Linked DNA regions of Mus musculus: regions 2 and 3 are each linked to region 1. Evidence: chromatin contacts called from public Hi-C and HiChIP or PLAC-seq data. All regions are on one chromosome and are shown on one strand. Each heading gives the region's core, a stretch centred on a gene start, on an enhancer-like site or on the middle of the called end of the contact. The rest is flanking DNA. Distances are from core to core; before and after follow the strand shown.

What was found. Hi-C and Micro-C count contacts between places; a contact is called where the count stands out from the background. HiChIP or PLAC-seq counts read pairs in DNA pulled down with a chosen protein or histone mark.
Region 2: an H3K4me3 HiChIP or PLAC-seq map of bone marrow-derived macrophages shows a contact between it and region 1, with 6 times the contacts expected there. The contact joins two enhancer-like sites. A contact is called at or near these places in 2 of 484 Hi-C or Micro-C datasets (bone marrow-derived macrophages and liver), 3 of 115 datasets of contacts at active chromatin or transcription factors (bone marrow-derived macrophages, embryonic limb bud and stem cell-derived neural progenitor cells) and 1 of 9 other capture datasets (embryonic stem cells).
Region 3: a contact with region 1 is called in a Hi-C map of bone marrow-derived macrophages, with 24 read pairs. The contact joins two enhancer-like sites. A contact is called at or near these places in 1 of 15 datasets of contacts at CTCF or cohesin (pro-B cells), 17 of 484 Hi-C or Micro-C datasets (B cells, the BV-2 cell line, the C10 cell line and 11 more), 8 of 115 datasets of contacts at active chromatin or transcription factors (bone marrow-derived dendritic cells, bone marrow-derived macrophages, embryonic limb bud and 4 more) and 1 of 9 other capture datasets (embryonic stem cells).

Annotation. Positions count from the first base shown.
Region 1 is chr4:55,513,382-55,516,275 of GRCm38.p6, forward strand. No RefSeq gene overlaps it. Among named protein-coding and RNA genes, the nearest start is that of Klf4, 18 kb to the right of the region's middle. Within about 2 kb of position 1,465, at least 148 of the 459 cell types and tissues checked have an H3K27ac peak or open chromatin away from gene starts, as enhancers often do. A contact at or near this core is called in bone marrow-derived macrophages, where this site is marked.
Region 2 is chr4:55,804,099-55,807,116 of GRCm38.p6, forward strand. No RefSeq gene overlaps it. Among named protein-coding and RNA genes, the nearest start is that of Gm34482, 150 kb to the right of the region's middle. Within about 2 kb of position 1,388, at least 28 of the 459 cell types and tissues checked have an H3K27ac peak or open chromatin away from gene starts, as enhancers often do. A contact at or near this core is called in bone marrow-derived macrophages, where this site is marked.
Region 3 is chr4:55,837,144-55,839,999 of GRCm38.p6, forward strand. No RefSeq gene overlaps it. Among named protein-coding and RNA genes, the nearest start is that of Gm34482, 110 kb to the right of the region's middle. Within about 2 kb of position 1,463, at least 13 of the 459 cell types and tissues checked have an H3K27ac peak or open chromatin away from gene starts, as enhancers often do. A contact at or near this core is called in bone marrow-derived macrophages, where this site is marked.

The DNA.
Region 1 (2,894 bases), core at 215-2,714:
TCCCAGAATTTGGAAGGTGAAAGAAGAGGGGGTGAGGTCCAGAGTATGTGAGACCCTTTTAGAAAAGAAGCAGAAGCAAACAAACACATAAAAACTCCTAATAGATTTCCATGGTGACTCTTGTCTCCGTTCACGCTGACTGTTGAATTAGATGCCCCAGAACAGGACTGAAAAAGAACATGTCCAAGAAGACCCATTCCCCCCTCTCTAGGCAAAGTGCCAACCTTTAGCGAGAGCACACAAGTGGCAGGTGTCCCAGGAGGTATCCTCTGATAAAGTCAAAGTCTGGGAAAGGGCGTGAAGGCAAGCTCTCCCCAATCCACCAAATCTGCACACTGCTCCATTCCAGCGGGAACTAGTAACTCACCCTGAGAGATGTGCCTGCTGTACTGGGTCCAAGGGAAGTTATAGGATAAAGACCTCTGGCAACTGGTAAGTCTGTGTACACTAACACTTTCTAACACGATCACTTCAGAAAGAATGTGAGATGTGTGTGGGAGAGGTGTTAAGGAGAAATGAGAGCACATGGTCCCAGTAGTCCGAGCTTCCTACATGGGCTGAGATGTGGCTTAGTGGGTACTTTCTTCCCTCTTAAGTGTCTGAGAACACAGTAGCACACGTTGTCTGAGATGACACACACACACTAAATAAGGAAAGAAATGGGGAAAATTAAGTTGTACTCTGACCTTATTACAGGAGCTGCAGCATATAAGCCACCGCCCCAACTCCACTTAAAAACCTAGTTTTCTGCATTGCAAGCTGCCTGAGTGAGCAAACATGACTGCCACAGGCAAAGATCTATAGACCGCTGAGCATCTGCTATGTGTTGTCAAAAAAGGACCCTGGATCTGCTGGTTGACTGTGTGAGGAGTAAAGTCTCTCTTTGCACCTGTTTTGTGTGTGTGTGTGTGTGTGTGTGTGTGTGTGTGTGTGTGTGTGTGTGTGTGTAGTACTGTTGCTCTTGGGCCCTGACAGCTGATGTCACAGCTAGGGGCTTTGCATTTCTTACTTGGGAAGCAGATAAGATCATTACTATTTTGCAACGAGGAAATGAAGTTCAGAGAGAAGACAGTTGAGTTTACAGCCACAGGTGACAGTATCCCACCTGGGCAGTCGGATTTCTTCTCTGTGGGAAGGTAAATGAGGGGGGTTGTAGCTCTGCTGTCCAAGACCTACGTAGCATGCACAAAATCCTGTCTTTAATCCTTGGTACCAAAACGATAAGAAACAAACCCAGAACCCTGTCCTCGTCTGCAGCCCACCCACTCCTTCTCTGAAATGATCGTACGACCTCCCAGTATTCATCCGCCAAGAAGAGGCCTGGGAATCAAGTTTCAGGAGCCCCAAACCAAGTACTGATGAGAGTCAAAATGAGAAATCCCGTACAAGAGTCAGTCTAGGGCTTGGGTCTAGGCTCTCCCTCCTGCGGCCGCGTTACTGCAAGAGGACCGGCGGGAGGCGCTGCAGACCGCGCCGCACCCGCCTCCAGCTCAAGCCCTCAGGCCTCCCGGGCACCGGGGCCGCCCAAGAGCGTCGCGGACTCTGGGCGATCGGCTCTTCCGCCAGCCACACCCTACGATCTTCCATTCCACCTCCTCTTGGAGAGGAACAGGGACGCTAAGGAGTTCTTCCGGGCGTGGCAGGGGACCTGGAATACGTTGGTGCGCTCCGGCAGAGCGAGAACTGCCCTCAGCGGGGACTCCAGGCGGAGCCCGATGCTCACTGGGTCGCGCATGCGCCGCTTTCCAGTCCAGTCCCAAGTCTCCTCCGCCAGCTGTAGCGGAGCGGCTCGCACCGCATCCCACCCCACAGGGAACCCTATTTCCGACTTTGAATCCCAAAGTGGATAGGCTGGTTCTGGGCTTGCATTGCAGCCAGCAGAAGCCCAGGCAACTGACACTCCAGTCTCCGGGGTGGGGACCCTGGTCGTCTCTGCTGATTCCCCCAAAGCTAATTGCCTCAGGAGAAGCACGTAGACCATCCAGGTGCTGGGCAGAGAGGAAAGGTGTTTCTGAGAGTTAGCTTATAATAATACATCAGCATGCACGTTGGATTTCCATTTTCGCTTTTTCATAGCTTTCCAATCCCCAAGGACTCTGTAGAAATTCAGGTGTGTGATTGTTATGTGTGTGCCACAGATAGCGATGGAAGAACTGCCCAGAACTTGTTGACATTCATTAAAATACAAGCTAACATCCTCACACGTTTTAGACCTACAGTATTAGGAACAACTCATCATGGCAAAGTTACTCGCCCAACATCTGTTCATTCCAATGGGAGGGTTTCTTTCCTGCCAAGAATTTTATGAATTTTATATAGGAGCTTGGTCCTGTTTGGGGAAGGTAGAGAAAGCCTGCCAAAGCGGCCTGGAAGAACTAAGGGATGATTCGCTTGTGACTTTGAAAAGGCTCTTGACGCTGGGAAAGTCGCCCTTCGGAAGAACACAGAAAAACAAAATCCCAAACAAGTGGCACGTGACCAGAAACAGCAGAGCAAGGTCAAGGCCCAGAGTCTGGCCGACCCACACGATTCTGTTCTAGCTTTGTTCAGAGAGGGTCTAATCCTTTGTGGAGAGAGGGAGGGTATTATGGGCCTGAAACCCAAACAACTCCTATCTGGGGATGCTGCAAGCTCCTTTCATTTCACACAGACCAGATAGGAGTAATCGTTCATCACCCAAACTCCTGTTAATCTCTGCATCTCCAATCCATTGTCTTCTCAATTGGAGTCTGCTGACTGGAAAGTTTATCTCCCGAAACCCATCATCAGGGGTGCTTGGAAGCCATCAGAGGGAAAAGGGCATCCAGTGAGTTAGCCCTTGAAACATTAATGATTACCTCTGGACTCAATGCGGGTTTGTTTATCCAAGCAGATTTCCAATAGGCTTCTCCTTA
Region 2 (3,018 bases), core at 138-2,637, 290 kb after region 1:
CTTAAAGAGCAGGAAGTCTTGACACTTGCTGGGAAACACCAGGTGGAGGCCAGGAGAGGAGCGAAAGGGTCCTGGGAGGCTAAAGAAACCTAGAGAATGACAACTGCCTAAAAAGACTGGGCTGCAGGCTGTTGGTAGGGCAGGAGATGAGGGAGGTCACAAGGGAATGTGCTGTAAAGTACTCATGAATATTATGTACAACTTTAAGAGATGTTTTACCTCGGGGCTGGGGAGATAGCTCAGTTGGTCAAGTTACTCACTCTGTCAGCACAAAGACTTGAATTTGGTTCACAGAACATAGGTGAAAGAACTGGGTATGGTGTTTGCAAGAACTGGGTATTGTGTTTATAATCCAGTGCTGGAAAGGCACAGACAGCTGTATTCCTGGGGCTCACCAGCCAGCCATCATAGCCGAAGTAGTGATCCCTGGACCAGTGAGGGACCCTGTCTTGCACAAGGGTGGACTGACATAAGAGGCTGACCTCTGGACGTCACACACATATGAAGCTCTCACATGTGTACACATACACGTGCATGTTTTATCATCCCAAACATGAAACTTGCAATTAGAGGGTGAATAAAAAGCACAGGACCCTGGGACCCATGGTAATGAAGAAAGTCAAGATGACTTATAGGTTGAGCCTTTCACCTGTCTCTGACCTTACCGGTTTACAGTGCATATTTTCACTATTAGTGAGTGTCAACATGTAAGGTTCATGGACAGGGTGCCTAAGATGCCGCTGTGCTGCCTTACCGTGCCCTGCACTTCCTTTGTGAAAGGTTCTCAGGCCTTTTGCGAGTGAATATGTGGATGGTCAAGTGACTCTTCAGGCACACCCTTGACTGAGTCATGGTAGACTCTCAGAATTCCTCATAAAAATGTTATCTTATACTGGACCATATGCTTGCTGGAACTAGATTAGAACGAATTCTGATGAACTATTTTATTGAAACGTACTGTCAGCATTTATGAATTGGTTATATATTGGATCATGATTGTGATGATGGCTCAGTCCACTGGGTTTTATCAGAGTTTAAGATTGGCCGAATTATTTGTCTTCTATGGGCAAGATCAGTCTCCCATTGCCTCTTTGGATTTAATGAATTAGCTTTTTTTTTTTTTTAAACAAAATCTCATGTGGCTGGGGCTAGCCTTGAACTCATTAGGTAGCCTGAGATAGCCTTGCCATCCAGATCCTCCTATCTCTACTTCCTGAGTGCTAGAGTTGCCTGTATGCCTTCATGCCTAGGTTCTCTTCGGATTTAGAGTTCAGAGACACCCAGCTTGTTCCAAGCATCACCAGCTTCTGCTCACAGGGTACAAAGCAGAAGCATTGCCTTCCCACTGTAGCCAGAGCAGCTTCTCTCTCTAAAAGGGGACATTGCTCTTTCTGTTCTCTAAATAGGCAGTTCTGGCCCTTTGAGGGCCACAGAGAAGTCAGTTCCCGATTCAGGGGAAGCAGGAGCAGGCCTGAAGCAAGATATGAGTTTCTGATGCTTGAATTTTTTTCTATAGACTTCTCCCCCTCCATCCCCTTCCCTTTTCTCTCTCCCCCCTTCTCTCTTTCTTTCCCCCCCTCTCTCCTTCTCTTTCTTTCCCTCCCCCCTCTCTCTGGGCATGCAGCAAACTGGTGAACTCAGAATGTTTTAAATTTGGACTAGTCACTCTATAGAAAATGACCAACACCAACAGGAGCGAAATAAGGCAAGTCCGTGTGGCAAGCCGCTTTAGTGCATAGTTGTGAAACAGTGCTGGCTTTGTCAGTTGCGATTGACATTTTCCATGAATCTGTTCTGGTGTCACCTTTGTCTCTTGAAGCAGATGTGGCAAGCTCTCAGTTATAAGGGACAAATGAGAGTGTGTGAAGCACAATGACAACAATGGCTCCCACTGTCCATCAAACAACAATGGCCATGGAACCCTGCTTCTAAGTTATGCTCCCAACAACTGATTCCACAGGGGAACTGCACAGGTTTTAGCGACACCACAGACCTAGAAGCTCCCTTAAGCCAGTGCTAAGTCATATGAAATGAACTAGAAAGCACAGGACAATAGTATTGAGTTGGCTCATGAGAAATACCAAGATTCTAGAGTCTTAGAGCTGCTTGTTCTGGGGTGAGAGGTAACGTGGTGGCGGAGAATCCAGCCCAGCCTCCTCTTGTATTTCACATCCCACATGCCTAAAGTTGGCTTGGTAGACTCCTGTCTCTGGATAATCCCAGCCTCTGCTTGCCACCTTATGTTTTGTGACAGAGTTGCTCCTTGAGTGTGGGGCTAATTGATTGGCTGGCCAGTGAGCAGACAGTGTCTGCTTTCCCAGCACTGGATTGCAGGAGCACACTGCTGGATCCAGATTTTATGTGGGTGTTGGGATCTAAACTCAGGTCCTCCTGCTTGTGTAGCCAACACTCTACCTGCTAAGCCATCTCTCCAGTTTTCAGAAGCAGATTTCCATGTTAAAAAAAATTCCTACATCTTTGGAGTGAGTCTTTGGGCTATAAACGTGACACATGGCTGCAACAAATGGAAGCCATTTACATTTCAGTAATACTTGCCCCATTTTTGATGAAGCGGTCAGCTCCCAGGCATATGGAGAGGTCCAATTTGTAGCCTTTCCCCCTTTTCCCACCTCGCTGAGCCTTTTCCCTTTTAGGAAGCTTCTAGAAGGAAATGTACCTGACTCGATTGTTGGCTGTCTTGAGGGGAGAGAAACTAGTGAGTCTGTGACATTTCTCTTCATCCTGCTGCTTTAAACTCTGGGTGAAATGACAGGAAAGGACACAGGATGCAATTCTGGTGTCATCTGCCTTTACTTCTTTCTTTTGGGCTGGCAGTGAAAGCAGGCCAGAAAAGGCAGAGGACTGGAACACTGTGTCTCTTACATGCAGAATTTGGAGCTGTCCCAGGGACTAAGCCGTAGGGCTGGCCAACATGACAGCATAGGAATCACATGATTGTTGATAGTCCCCATAAGGTTAGATTCTATGCTCGCTCACTACACCCCAAGCCCCATAGGT
Region 3 (2,856 bases), core at 213-2,712, 320 kb after region 1:
GGCCACCTTCCAGGGCACCATTCCATGGGTGAAACTTCTGGGAGTTGGAAATATGGAGCAGTCTTACATAGAAATCCTCCTATAACACTTTATACAATTTGCAAAAATGTAGACTGGATCTCTCACTCAAGTACAAAATGCCTTCCAATGGAAGTAGGGTAGTTTTGTTTTGTTTTGTTTTGTTTTGTTTTGTTTTGTTTTGTTTTGTTTTGTTTTCTAAAAGCCTTGCAAGTAATTGCCTGGTTCTTCTAAGTAGTTTAGAGGGACATGCTCAGGCAAGATTAGTCAGCTGAGCTGCTGGAACCAGAGTGTGTGGATGTAACATTCTTTACTTTGATGATTCATTTTCTTATCTAAATTAAAAATTCTTAGTAGTCCCCTTAAGTAGTTTATTGGCTTTTTGTGAAAAAAGCAACTGAATACTAAGTTCAAGAACCACAGAAAATAGGAAATACCTGTTTTCCCCTTTTATCAATATTTTATGAGCATTGGACAGTTGTTGGCCATGGGATTGAATTATAAGAACCTGCCTGAATAAAATTTATATTAAGAGAAAATCATTTTTTATCCACACCACCTCCCTAAATAAATATTGAGCAAGTGTTTAAAGGGTACTGTTGGGAGGTGACACAAATTAGGATCTTGCCAGCTCTTACCTCCCACCTCATAAAGATGAATTCACTGTGGTGGTGGAAAAAATACATCCTGAGAATGTGAGGAAGCAAACGGTGCTCACAGCTCAGACCAGGACAGCTGGGATTGGCAGAAGGGATGGTGGAAGTCGGGTTTGGGGAAAATAAGCTTTGGAGAAGCCTTGATTTTGCCTGAGAATCATGTGAGTGGTGCCAAAAAATGCTGCTGAATTCCCAGAGAACCAGTTGATTACAATATCCAGCCCAAAAGAAGTTGGTTACTTTGAGCTTCTGGGCGGTGGGGGGGGGGGGGAGCTAGCTCTTTTCCAAGGAGGATCAAGAACAGGGATTCCCAAATGGTGTTCCCAGACAGCCTATATCAATGTCACCTGGGAACTTGTAAGAAGTATGTATTCTGTGCCCACCCTCCCTTGGCCTACTGACTCTGACAGATGATGCAGTTGCCTGTGTTTAAAAGTCAGAGGCAGTAAGGCTGAGGCACACTGACTGAGAAGAAGCTGATCCAAATAGGATGCATTCAGGTGTCAAGTTGGCAAGGGGTAGGCTGGTGATGGCTATTTTTTATTGTGAAGTTGACTAGATGTAGAATTGCCTAGGAGTCACATTTCTGGTCTTTAAGGGAGCTAAAGAGAAACGAGAGCAGGAAAGGCCCACCCTCAGTGTGAATGGCACCACTCCATGGGCTGAGGTCTCAGACTGAATTAAAAAGGGAAAGGAGAAAGCTAGCTGAGCACCAACATTCATCCATCTCTGCTTCTTATTAACTGCAGAAACCATGTGACCAGCCACCTCACACTCCTGCTCCCATGACTCCCTTGCCATGATGGACTGTGCTCTCAATGTATGAGTCAGCATCAGCCTCTTTCTTCCTTATTTTGCTCTTGTCCAGTGTTTTGTCGTAGCAATGAGAAAAGTCACTAATAAAGTGCCAGGAGATGGAATACATGTGTAGAGCATATGCAGAAAACAATGGTGAGATCCTCAACCGTCAGACTTAGCAGAGTGCTTTAGTCAACCAGGGACTTGGCATTGGCTTCCAGGCACACTGGAAGAAAGCAGTGTAAAGGAAGCTTCAGACTTCTTCCATGGTATGAGAAACACAGCTGGGGTTTCTCCCCCAGTAGGAAGAGGAGACCTTGCCCTAATCTGTAGACCTCGATGACAACAGAGAGAAAGTCTTGCTGCTTATATTCCTGCCTTTGTCTAAGACCCATGCTCAGCATGGGAACACTGAGGACAGTCAGCTCCTCCTAGGATTCACTGACCTTAAAAAGGGCGAAGAAGAGAAGGTGATGTCCACAATAGGGGCGCTGCATTGCCTGGTTGAATTGTTTTTGTCCCATTCAGTAAATATTTCCAGCATACACAGTCTGAGCCAGTCCTTGGCTAGCTACTAGGGAACAGAACAGGTCACACAGACAACCTGGTCCTTAGTGCATGTGCTGTAGAAAGGATTTGTTGTTGATGAAGGAAAATCCAGGGAACAATGTGTGGGCCACAAAGCAGCACCTGTAAGATGCCTTAATTAGGATGAGGACCGATTTGACAGCAATACCATTAACCATTAACAGTTGTGCCAGAATAATAGGTGTCAATAGGGATGTTTCATGGTCATGGTGTCATGCTGTGTAGAGATAGCAATATTGACTGGTAGGGGTTGGGGATCCAAAGCATGAGCATTGCACCACATTTGGTGTGCTGTCTTTCCAAGATTCCTCTGTATGTAACATGCCTTAGCACACCAGTTTCTAGAATCAGTACTAACCATAGTCAGAGGAAGGAGGCAGCAGCTTCCACCCCATAGAGAGCACCGTTCACTCCCATGAGGAGCCAGCTATAGCTTCAACCTCCACTGGCTTCTTTCTGCTTGGCTGCTGTCCCCAGCCCTCTCTGACAATCAAATAGTACAATGTTGGGCAGATTTCAAGACTTCTGGGGGTGTCCTCTGTCTCTTCTAATTTTGCATAGCCATGTTTTAGGAGGCTATTCCAGCATACTCAGGAAGACCTCTTTTCTTCTCTTCAGATCAAAGTTACATTCTGTATATCTGTTATACAGGACCTTTTGCACTGACGTCCTTCTGATTCAGTTACCAGTGTCCCTATTCAGTAGCCACCAGGTGATGTGAAAGCATGATTAGACTATTCATTTATTTTTTTAAACTGTTATTTACTGTAATTGCATGTGTGTATACATAGGGTAT